Linked DNA regions of Arabidopsis thaliana: all the other regions are linked to region 3. A link is a contact called in public capture Hi-C and targeted proximity ligation data. All regions are on one chromosome and are shown on one strand. The core of a region is the stretch at or near the end of the contact, and the rest is flanking DNA. Distances in the headings are between cores, read along the strand shown.

Region 1 (4,218 bases), core at 720-3,219, 370 kb after region 3:
AATAATAAAATTTTGGTTCAAATTTGACCAAAAAAGAAGAGAGTAGTAAATTTGTAATTAAGCGAGATAATTTTATTGCGAGTGATATATATATATTGTGTTATATTTGGAGATAAAATGTACTATTGAAATATATAGAGTTGTAAAATATAATGTCATCGAATAAAAACAACTTTGTTTTGACGGGCTATAAACGACACTGTTTTGATAAAAAAGAATAAGCACAAATTATATTTCTTTTTTTTTGTTAAAGGGTTAAGCAAAAAATATATTTCTCTAAAATAAAAATTCGTAAATTTGAAGATAGAGTGTTTAAAGCTTACATATTGTGTTATTTCATGTGAATATATTAGTTTGATATATCAATACATTTAGGTTACAACTACAAATAAAAGGAAATCGTAAGAGGATTGCAACGAAAGACAAAAGATTTCAGATACAAGAAAAGAGAAAATTAGAATGAGAATATATATCGACACAAAAGATAAGCAAACCCTTTAAACGTAGCAGAGTCTTTTAATTATTTTCCAGATATGATTTCACCAAACCAAGTCCTCTTGCTTCTTTTGACTTCAACCGACGTTAATCACTGAACGAATATTAAACCAACTAAACCAAGTCGACATCACGGTAAACCAGTAAAATTGGATCACTCCATTAACAATACCTATAAATATTACTATGTGTTTAGACAGATTTGATTCTGGTTAGTTGCCCTTCACGGAGTAGAAATTAAGTCACCGTTATTTTAATAACAATGCAGATATGTATTTAACCTATGTAGAAAGCACATGCTCAAATTCACGAGACTCAAACCATTTAAATCCACCGACTAGTAACTAATGCTCTCAACTTTAAAAAATAATTTTCACAGAATAATAAACGAAATTTTTTGGTCTTGACTTTAATTTATAGAATATTTTTAAATAAATAGATCAAGTAACACGAGGACGTCAAACAAAACAAGCCTACATATGAAGAAATAAAAGCAGCCAACGAAACCACATGGGAAACAGATCCACCCGGAAGCTCACCAATTTCCACCGACACTAATTTTTTCTTAAAATAAAACAGATTGTTTAAGATTAGATTTGGCAAATATAAATTGCTAAGAAAGTTTTAGCCGTAAGAAATATCGACAGAAAATTCGTACATATACTTTTTTGTTAGAAAATACGTACATAATCAAAAAGGTAAAATTACAAAAATAATAAATTTACTACGATGTTTAATATGAAACAGATGAAATAAGTGATAGTAATTATATACTTTTTATTTTTTTATTCTCTTAACTCTTTTGTTTCTGATTAGTAACAAAATTTATTTCATATCAATTATGTAAATAATATTTTTCAAAATTGGCTTTTTTAAGCTGTAAATAAAACCTGATTACAATAAAAAAAGATTAGTAAGAAAATTAACACTGTTTAATTTTATTTTTTTGGGTGATTAATGTTGGAAAAGTTTTTATACTTTTGATAATAATGTTGTAGCCATTTGTCCTTTCTTTTTACTCTTAGACACCCTTGTAGCATTAATAACAGTCCGTGTTTATAATGAAAAACATCAATAATTTTAATTTGTAATTTAAAGTTCAAACCACTTACCTACTCAAATTGCTCACTAACTATAAGATGAAAAGGAAATTTATTCAAATCAAGAAAACACGTAGAACAGGGTAACAAAGTTTGATTTCCTAATTATAAGATGAAAGAAAGTTTGGTAATACAAAAAAACTGCTAAATTACAAAAATTAAATACCAAAAATCTGAACGATGGTTGTGAAAACAGTCAATGCGGTTTTACGACGAAATTAACTAATATTACTTCGATTAATTAGATTATTTTCTTGAAAAAATAAGAATTCAAATTATTCTTCACAATTTAAGTCAACGCAGTAATTTTTTTTTAACTTGTATCAATGTATTTAAATACTCAAATATTTATACTACTATTTTTTTTTTGTTGGGGCCAAGTCTATGAACTCCACTCGTCTCTCCCTCGACGCACTTAAATTTACATAACTAAGTGTGTGTCTATTCATATCACTCACTCTCTCTCTTCCTCACACTTACATTCTCCCTCTATTTTTTTTTCTCTCTCTCCACAAGAAACGCCGTCGTTCATTAAAAATGATGGCGGTGGGCAGATCCGGAGGCACCATCCTATTGTTCTGCCTATCATTCTTCGCCGCGGTAACCGCGGAGAGTCCATACCGATTCTTTGACTGGAATGTAACATACGGCGACATTTACCCACTCGGTGTTCGTCAGCAGGTTTTTCATTTTCTCTACTCCACTCACATTTCATTTCATGTTAGTAACTTGATGTTACAAAAAAAAAAAAAGAACTCTTTGTTTAACTCTTTACGTATAGACTGCATATTACTTCTTTACTTGTGAAAAAAAAATGTATCTTCGAGATGATTTTTGTTCCTTAAAGTGTATCATTTGTGTAATGATTGGTTTAAAATGTGCAGATCAATACTTTATAAAATAAGTTACTCTTTTTTATATTGTGACAATGAAGGTTAGATCCGGTGAACTGAATTAATCGATGATGCTAATTGTTTTTTTATATTATTGGTATATGAAAAATAGGGAATATTGATTAATGGGCAATTTCCGGGACCAGACATTCACAGTGTGACAAACGACAATCTCATCATTAACGTACACAACAGCTTAGACGAGCCTTTCTTAATCTCATGGTAACATCTCTTTTTTTCGTTATTTGGAACTACTTACTTTGTCCTCTTTGCCTTCTGTGGTTATATGTTGTTGACTTGTCGAAGTTGAATAGTTTTTTTTTTTTTTAACTTGAATAAGAAAATACCTTTATTTTTTTTGTTTTTATCCATTTTTTGTTTAAATTGTTTTTATTTTGAAGAACCTAAACCAAATAAAAGATCTTCATTTCCTCCATTAGATATTATTATCTACTATCATCTCCGATTCACTAAGACCATGTGTACTAATATGTCAACTGTAGGAATCAGATATTTACTTTGTAATCTAGATTGTTAGATCACGAAAATCACGGATAGAAAATTTATGTATGTAAAACTGAAATGGAAAAATTAAAGGCTCATCTAGCAAAGAAAAGTCTTTAAAATGCCTGAAAACAGTTTTGTTTTTGCTTTTGCTGACAAAAATTAAAAGATAAAAAAAAAACTTTTACGGCTGATAACGTAAATAAATATTTGTGGAAATGCGCACTATTACGAAAGCAAAGCATGTGAATGTTATAAATGTAGACTTGGGGCAACTTGAAATGGTCCATAATGACGTATGTGGCATACGTCTATAAACAATTACCGAAAATCTAGTAGGAGTATTAAAACAGTTTCCTAAGAAAGACTAATCAAAGATAACTAATAGTGAGACTGGGTTTTGCCATTAATCGGGTGGCAATCAATTCTTTATTTTTTCAATAGTATGCATTCTACTTTAACAAAAAAGATAGTGACATCAAGTAATAATGATACTAATACATATTACTATGTTATATGTTTTTGATATTACTAATATAGATATATATAAATTTATCAAAGTAGATATCTGTAAATATTATAAAATTTTTTAAATATTTAAATATTTAGATATTTAAAAATTTATTAATTAAAATAAATAAGAAAATCAATTATTTAATTAAAAAAATCGAATAATTAAAATCATTAATTTTTAAAATATTTGTTTTCTGTCCATTCCTAAACATTAGCGACAATAATATGTATATATTTTCCTTTTTTTAAAAAATAATAGTACGATTTTATGATGAAACAACAATGATAACAGAATAATATTGCTCTCCACATTTTGCCACGTCTCTCCCTAATTTACTAGCTGTCTTCCACCGGACCACCCCTTTCGGTGAACAATGTCGGCGATGTCGTCGAATTTACGTTGTCTTTTAGAATAGGTCCCACCCACATCCACTAACTAGGCCATCTTCATGACATTTTTCATAACTAACAAGAAAAGGTCACAAAGGGATTGAAATTATTCAATGCACATGCTTTAGTTTTACCTTGTAGTATAGAGTTTCTAAAGTTTTATTATAGTATAGATTTTTAACGAATCACATAAGATAAAAACAAAAAAAAAATAGAAGTGTGTGAATTATATTCGTTTTTTATTCTAATGAAAAAAATTGGATGGACAGGAACGGAGTACAAAACAGAAGAAATTCTTATGTTGATGGAATGTACGGAACCAC
Region 2 (4,517 bases), core at 7-2,506, 320 kb after region 3:
CGCCATTTTGTTTTTGGTTCAATAGGAGTAAACAAGCCTGAAAGAGATTACAACATACAAGGATCATCAATAAACAAACTCTTAACCATAACAGGAGCAGTTTGCATTCAACACGGGAATGCTACCGGAAATACAGGCAAGTCTCATCGATCTATTTATGGTCAATCAAATATTTCTCTGTTTTGTGACTTACACTAATCTTTTGTGCAAATGATTAGGCGACAGTGAAGCAACCGGTCGTTAAAAACATGATGAAAGCTCTGTATTTTCAGTTCACTGTTGGTGTTTTACCGATGTATGCGGTTACATTCATCGGATATTGGGCTTACGGGTCCTCGACATCGACTTATCTGTTTAATAGCGTCAGTGGACCTCTTTGGGTCAAAGCACTCGCTAATATTTCAGCTTTTCTCCAATCTGTTATCTCTTTACATGTAAGTCTCTATCTAGACCTCAATGATGAGTCTTTGTGTCTTAATCCTAACCTTAACCGTTTAAATTCTTGTGTTTTTCTTACGTAAATTTTTGCAAGTCCGACTTATGAGTATATGGACACAAAGTATGGAGTCAAATGAAGACCATTAGGAATAAAAAATCTGTTGTTTAGAACAGTAGCAAGAGGAAGCTACATCGCGGTGAGCACTCTTCTCTCGGCTCTTTTACCGTTTCTCGGAGATTTCATGAGCCTCACTGGAGCAATAAGCACGTTCCCTCTCACATTCATATTAGCGAATCACATGTATCTTGTTGCTATGAACGATAAGCTTAGTCTTGTGCAAAAGCTTTGGCATTGGCTTAATGTTTGCTTCTTTGGATTAATGTCTCTTGCTGCTGCTATTGCTGCTGTTAGACTCATCTCTGTGGACTCCCAAGAACTTCCATGTTTTTGCTGATGTTTGATTAAAATGTCTTCGACATTGTTAACGATGTAAAAATTATACCAAGAAGAAAAAAATTGTAATCCTTTTGTTGTTACTTTTATTATTTCAAATGACATAAATTTTTTATAACATTATATATAAAAATTTTTCTGTTCAACACAAATTTTTACTTTTAACAAAACAATTCAAGAGACAAATAGAAGAAACAAAGTAAAGTGAAGTCATATTCTTAAGCAAAGCCATATTGATTAAGAAAATAAATAATCATTTTCTTATGCAAAGCCATATTTGGGCCAAGCCGTATTAAAGTTTGGGCCAACTTGTTTGAGATAGCCACATATAAGCCCAATAGAGTTTTGTTGCTGAGCTTATTTATGAATCCATATAAAGTCTTGACCTAATAGCGAAAACTAGGGTTTTTCTCTGTGAATTCGCTCGGCGGCATAAAAGAGAGTAAGAAGAGGAAGACGAGAGTTACAAGGATTGAAAATGAAGGGACGTCAAGGAGAGAGAGTTAGGTAATTAGGGTTTTGATTGTGCTCTCTTTTTCTCAGCTGAATCTCCGATTTGAATTTGTTCGTTACTGGTTCACTTTAATCTGATGAAATCTTTGTGTTGCTGTTATGCAGATTGTATGTTCGTGGAACAGTCCTCGGCTACAAGAGGTACTTTCAATTTTCAGTCTTTCTCTGTATGTTCTTAAGTTATTTGGATTTGAATATTCACCTATCGTTTTTGGATATCAACATAAGGTCTCGATGAAAGTTTGTAACTTTGCCACAACTGATAGATTTCAATGATAATGCTCTCATATTTGTAATGTTACTCCATTGTTTCTGATTAATGGTTGTGCAAAATGATGCATTTTTGCTATTGCTTCCTTTAAGATTAGCTTTTAAGCAGTTGGTTGATAGTTTGATTGCTTATAGAAAGCAGAATAAAGATTGATTACTAACGATTAAGTAATGTTTCAGGTCCAAGTCGAACCAATATCCCAACACTTCTCTCATCCAGATTGAAGGTGTGAACACTCAAGAGGAGGTCAATTGGTACAAGGGTAAGCGTTTGGCTTACATCTACAAGGCAAAGACAAAGAAGAACGGTTCTCACTACCGTTGCATTTGGGGCAAAGTCACTAGGCCTCATGGTAACAGCGGTGTTGTCCGTTCTAAGTTCACTTCAAACCTACCACCCAAGTCAATGGTACTTTATCTTCTTGAAACATAATCATGGTTAATTGGATTTTTTCCTCCAGACTAATCATTTTTGATCTGCTGTGTTTAATCTCAGGGAGCTAGAGTCAGAGTCTTCATGTACCCTAGCAACATATGAGGTAACAACAAACTCATTTCAGTTTTACTTTTGATCCAATAGTCCCGTTTATTGCATTCATTTCAGTAGAATTGAACAACACTGATTCTGTAACTTGATATTTAAGATTAGTTGTTTCATTTTGCTTCTCTAATGGAGAAACCATGTCAACAAGGCTATATCTATTTGAAAGGTTGTGCATTGTAATTAAGAGCAATTAGATTAATCCTTTAAGTATAATAGATTGTCCATGATATATATACTTTAGTGAACATGGATCCTGATTCGATTTCCTAATGCAGGAGGATAGATTTCAAGAAGTATCGGAAGGAATCGCCATTATCATTTCTCAGGAGCTGTAGTTTATCTATTCACTTTTGTTCTAAACTCTCTGTTGGTTTTGATTTTATCTTTAGACGAAGTAAAACATTTTTCTTCTTGAGATAATATTAATGGAACTTCAGAAAACCTATGATCCCAGTCATTTCCTTATTTATTGGGTGGATAGGCATTTGGAGTTGCAAGTAGCTTCTCACTTATTTTTTCCACTTTGATAGATTCGTGCTCCTTTTGTTTCTCTATTTTTTCTCTTTTGGCTTCTGCAATTTTCTCAATTTCAGCAAGGCAATATCAAAATGTGAATTCTAACAAGAACAAGTAAAAGAGATATCGAGATGCTTTAGTATAATGGGGCAGATCTAGAAAGTGACTTAATAATGGAAAGTGATGGCTTCAACCGCCTCAGCTCCAAACGTCTCTTCCGCTCTAAATCAAAAGCTCCCGTCTCCAGATCTGAGCCTTCTTCCTTCAGCTCAAATGCTTCTTCCTCTTCCTCCATCAATGGTTTTGGTTTTAGTTGTTGATTGCGAGGGGAGCGACCAGAAGATTTGAAACCGAAAGATCTCATGAAACTCTAAAAAGTAATGACCTTCTAGCTTATGCTATGACTCTTATCAATTTCTTCTTTTTTGAAACCGGAAGATCTCATGAACCTCTAGCTTCGGCTAAGATCTCTTTCTGTCTTGGACATGAAAACTCACAAAATAAACATATGTAAAGAAGAAGCTTTGACTATCAAAATTTCCAACACTACCACCACATTTCGTTTTTTTGGTCTTGGCATGGTTGGATTTACTATATCGACTCCACTCGTTCTAGCCAAGTCTAGATCCTCTATAATGGAGAGAAATTTCTAATCAGTCACCAATGTCTATTTGGCAGATCGGAACTCAAGCTTCTCCGATATGGATATGAACTGAGTTTTATTAACCATAACAATGTTTCTAGAGATCTATTCGAGATCCTCTCTTCCTGCCACCGTGAGTTATCTTTCCGGAGCAGAGAATTTTTCTTGTACCGCATAACCGCCACACCAACATCGCCTCTCTTTGCTACATCATAGCTAACCCTAAAATTTTCATGGGCTCGGTCCATTTTCTTTTTTGTGATCTCTGGCCATTTTGCTAAGCCCAACTTTAGTTTAGTTTTTGTATTGCCTGTCCTTTATGCAAGTTGTTTCGCTGACTCATATGTTTCGATTTCTTTCTGTAAGGAGAGACTTTTCCCACATTCCTTTTTTTTTTGGAAAGATCATGTCTACAATTCTACAATACTTTGGATTGTTTCTTGAATTCAAAAACGAGAGTTTCTAAAACGTCAACAAATATCCCTCATAATGAGGTGTCCCTTTTCAAAAAAATTAAGATTATCTCTTTATTTTTTAGTACGGTGGGATATCAATCTCCCTCCGGAACTAATAAATGAGGATCCTAGCATGGAATTGTCAAGGGGTGGGTGCGGATCTTACCACTCATCGACTGGAAGAGATGTGTCGTATGTACTCTCCAGGTTTTCTGTTTCTATCGGAAACGAAGAATGATCTTATTCATCTTCAGGATATGCAAGTATCATTAGGATTTGATTCTCTTCAAACTGTTGAACCTATAGGTAATAGTGGTGTCTTGCTCTTATGTATTCGAAAGATTATCCGGTTAAGTTGTTTTCGTTAGTGATCGGCTAATTGATATTGAAACAATTATTGATGGAAACCGAGTTTTTATTACCTTTGTTTATGGCGATCCGGTAGTTCAATACCGAGAATTAGTTTGGGAGCGGTTGACTCGTATTGGTCTTACTCGTTCGGAGCCATGGTTTATGATCGGTGAGTTTAATGAAATTGTTGGAAATCATGAAAAGAAGAGTGGAAAAAGTAGATCAGAATCTTCTTTTCTCCCATTTCAATGCATGATTGAAAATTGTGGGATGATTGAGATTCCATCTCATGGTAGCTTATTTTCATGGGTGGGTCGACGTCGCTGCGGAGTT
Region 3 (3,912 bases), core at 603-3,102:
TCTACGGATTCGCCAGACCGCAGTTCAGAGATGTCCATTTTGTGCTGATAAAATTTCAGCTTCTCGGTTTCTTCATCCTCAAGTAACTGAAGAAACTCCTTTGTCACAGTTTGTTCCTCTTCATCTAGCCTTTGTGACTCTGTTTCACCATCACCTCCATCACTCTCGTCTTTCATCATCGATTCAAGCGCTTTGATCTGCTTTGCAATTGAATCAAGCTCGGTGAGTCTCATTATGTGCCGTGGATCATCAACATTAACATGTTGTTCCTTCATCTCAACAGATCTTTCACCTATGGTTCCATCAGATTTCTCAGTTTCCAAGTCATCATCAAACTCAACTCCTTTATCCACAACTTCAAAATCTGGTTCCTCTTGATCATCTTCAGCTCTCTGTTCCGGTTTGTCGTTTTTCTGAACCGGTTTCTCCTCGGGTTTCTCCTCAGGTTCATCCAGATTCAAATGCTCCATCCCGTGAAAATCCGAAACTGACTCCACACCACTCGCTGGCGTCCACGCCTCGCTCCGGCTCGTCATTTTAGGGCTCGGAACACTAAACGACGTCTTCGATTGCTTTCGACCGAAGGAATTAGCGAAATTCTTAGGTTTACTACTCGGTTTCATCCCGAATTCGCCTTGTTTACTGTAAATCCCAGCTCCACCGTCTTTCTCCATAATCTGAAACCCTAATTTCAAAGCCAATTCACCCCCTTTAGCCTTCCCTGAAAGTCCCCAATTCATATCCCATTGCCTAACCCTAGCTCCTTCGTAATTCATCTTCTCTACCGACTCCTGAATCAACTCACTCAAATCCACCACATGCCTTCCAAACTCCAGTTCCTTGGCATCCACGGCGAAAAGATAAAACAAAAACGGACGAGCCTCAAACTTCGCTGGACTACCTTTACCGTTCGCCGGTGAGTAATACACATGGCACTTGATAAACAAGGTCTCCTCAAAATCAGCAGAACCCTGAGAAACCCTACACGGCATCGTCTGAACAGCACCGTCTTTAGTTTCCTTCTTCCTCACGCAAACTCCAAGGCGTAAACCATTCATCGACGCTGGAAGATTCTGCGCCGCCACAACCTCCACTGATAACAAACAGCTTAGCTTCTGCATACCAATCCGAACCAGCCCTCGAATCGGCTTCCAATTCCAAATCCCTTTCTTCTCTTCCTTCACACCCGAACCCGATGACGACTCCTCTGGTTTCTTGACAATCCTGTTGCTCTGAGTAACATTCTCTTCCTCCTCTACCTCAAGTTTCGGTCTCGACCGCCACGGAGACAGCGATAAACGCCGAGCCCGCGGCTTCGATACTGTCAAATCCTCAGCTCGTGCTGTACTCACTTCATCAGCAGAGGTAACAAGCGACGGAACAGAACTCCGAGGGAGAGCGAGAGAGTTTGTTCTCCTGTTTCCAACTGAAACCTGAGGTTTCTGGTAAAGGTTTTCACTTAGAGCTTCAAGTTCCGCGAGAAGCTGTGTGTTAGAACTCCGGCTACCGGAATATTCTCCTGCCATGTAGAAGAAGAAGAAGAAGAAGCTCTTCTGTGTTTTTTTTGGTCCCCAGAAGAAGGGATAAGGAAGCTGAGGGTTTATTTGGGGTTTGTGTGGTTATTATTATCGATAGGTTTCATTGTTTTGTCTGTCCAAAATTGAGAAAATTTATTAGTTGGTGAAGCGATTGGATCAGGATTTAGAATGTCGTGGCCTTCTCTCAACTCTGAAAGAGACACCAACCTTTATGGTCCCAACTAATTTATTGTCACGGTATGGTTTCGTTCAACGTTTTAGAATCGTTAGTTCTCTAACCTTGTGTTTGTGGTTGTTAGAGTTTTGTGAAATATAAATACTATATACTATACTATAATAAATGTCTAAGAAAAAAATTAAATTTTTCTCTGTAATCAGTTCAAAAATAATTGTATATGTCTCTGTAACTACAGTTTCAGTCTAATGGATTTACCGAATTGAAGCTTCTTTCTCTATCGAAACCTCGTGATCGTGTTGATCCCGATGTATCGTTCATTGAACCATCGATCTTTCTCTTCTTGCTTTCGTGCTTGGACTCTTCTTTCTCATCCATGAGAGACAAGAATCTTTGCAAACGAGTGGAGCGCATGGAGGAAGAGTCATGATTCTGCTGTTGATCTCTTGCAATGGCATCATCGGTTGGCTTTTTATAGAGCTGACGGATGATCTGAACAAAGTATAGGAAGAGAGCGAGGAGGCACGCGACGCCGCATATGAGAAATAGTCCCCAAAAGCTTTTTAGATGAAGCCTGTCTGATTCGAGCTCCGCGTTCTCTAGAGTGCATGCGTTCTTCATTAGCCATTTGTCGTGGATCCTTTGCAAATCTCCGTTCTCTGCTAGCTCTAAGATCGCTGTTGATAGATCTATTGCTAGAGGAGAGTCTCTAGGAAAGGCCTACGTAAAACCATTTATACATAAGTAACAGAATCTAACCAAACCAAATGGTGACAATATCTTTATACTTACAAATCCCCAGCCACTTTTGGTGAACTCTTGACCAACGATTCTATAAGCGCAGTTGCTGGAGAGGAAGAGTTCGACATAAGGACGTTCGTCAACAATCGCGGCAACGCCTCCTTTGCTTGGTCCATCTTTTAATGCCTTAGCATAGGCTTCAGGTGTTCCAAGTGGGACTAGGCGTGACTCTGATATGTTGAGTTCGTTCCTCAAATAACTCTCTGCAAATGAACCAACCTGGTACCCTATTGGATCATCTCTTTCTCTAAGGCTTTCAATTCCCTTGATGGGTGAAGAGAGCTGCTGAACCGTCAATATCGATGTCAGACTAGCCGTGTAGCTCGAGTTGATGATTAGTACAACGAATAGCCATATGATCAGAACCAACCGTCCAAGTGTACTAACTGTGTTCTCTCCTGTCAAAACCAAGGGAAAGAGTCATATCAGTCAAAAGCCAAACAATAACCAGTGGCACAGTAAGTTTTCTTTCGACATACTATGCGCGAAAAACATGGTCGAGAAGCTAAACCTGCAGATATCAAACAAACAATAAATGGATCAGCCAAAAGATAACAAGCAGTTGTCTCTAAGCTACTTCTCTGAAATATATAGTAAACTGACCAGAGAATTGTGACACATTGTCTCTTAGGTGGGCCTCTGAATTCATCGTTAGTCCTATGTTCCAAGATCCAAACAACAATGCCAACAAAGAGAAAGCAACAACCCGTGACAGCCCACATAAGACGGTTGAAAGGTCGAAGAAAAGCCCAGGCTCCTGAATTCAGTTTTTTAAAAGGTGCAACTACAACTAGTCCTGATGCTGCATATGGTTGTGTGAAATCTACAATCTTTGTCCGGTTTGTTACAATGGCAACATCACCTACTACCCCATCAAAATTCTGCAGTAAATCCATTTTTACAGTAAGTAGAAATGGTAAAAGTAACTTCTATGAAAAAGAATGTAATAAGCACTCACACCAGTTGTTATCATCTCAACCATATGCGTGTAGCTCGGATTCTCCTTTCCATTTCCATAAGGAATAAACTTGACAGGAACTGCGTACGGTAAAAGATTCACTGCAGCCGTGAAGACATCAATGCAAAACCCTTTGAACATGTTCTCGGTTCCGCGAATTTGTGATACAAACTCCTTGTAACTAACGCGAAGAGGCACGCCAATCTTGAGTTCTTTCCCATTGTTAGAGAAAACCCATCCGCGAGGTTTCGTAAACGTTTCTCCCGGCCAAATGACATGCTTTAGTTTCGGACTTGTTGACATATTTGGTTTCTCCTTTGTGTAGAGTAACTCAGGTAATACAGTTGATAAACCAGAATGATTTGACCAGTAGCCTATTTGACGAACACCGGTTCCCGCCACATTGATAATATCGTAAGCTGGACGGGTCCGAGACCTGT

What was found. Capture Hi-C pulls out chosen DNA fragments and counts their contacts.
Region 1: a contact with region 3 is called in a capture Hi-C map of shoot, with 5 times the contacts expected there. A contact is called at or near these places in 1 of 2 datasets of targeted methods (shoot) and 2 of 3 other capture datasets (root and shoot).
Region 2: a contact with region 3 is called in a targeted proximity ligation map of shoot, with 10 read pairs. A contact is called at or near these places in 2 of 2 datasets of targeted methods (seedling and shoot) and 3 of 3 other capture datasets (root, seedling and shoot).

Annotation. Positions count from the first base shown.
Region 1 is chr1:15,605,717-15,609,934 of TAIR10.1, reverse strand. It overlaps SKS6 (SKU5-similar 6), which reads left to right and starts at 1,969. Exons shown (of 8, transcript NM_103408.3): 1 at 1,969-2,276; 2 at 2,601-2,710; 3 at 4,165-4,218. The coding sequence starts at 2,133.
Region 2 is chr1:15,649,281-15,653,797 of TAIR10.1, reverse strand. It overlaps AT1G41880 (Ribosomal protein L35Ae family protein), which reads left to right and starts at 1,256. Exons shown (of 5, transcript NM_001333198.1): 1 at 1,256-1,399; 2 at 1,511-1,546; 3 at 1,856-2,084; 4 at 2,172-2,385; 5 at 2,495-3,163. The coding sequence starts at 1,371. The coding sequence ends at 2,213. It also overlaps the pseudogene AT1G41890.
Region 3 is chr1:15,974,745-15,978,656 of TAIR10.1, reverse strand. It overlaps PMI1 (plastid movement impaired1), which reads right to left and starts at 1,852. Exons shown (of 2, transcript NM_103439.7): 1 at 1-1,852. The coding sequence starts at 1,526. It overlaps GLR3.3 (glutamate receptor 3.3), which reads right to left. Exons shown (of 7, transcript NM_103438.3): 3 at 3,473-3,912; 4 at 3,118-3,395; 5 at 2,994-3,025; 6 at 2,506-2,912; 7 at 1,844-2,433. The coding sequence ends at 1,954.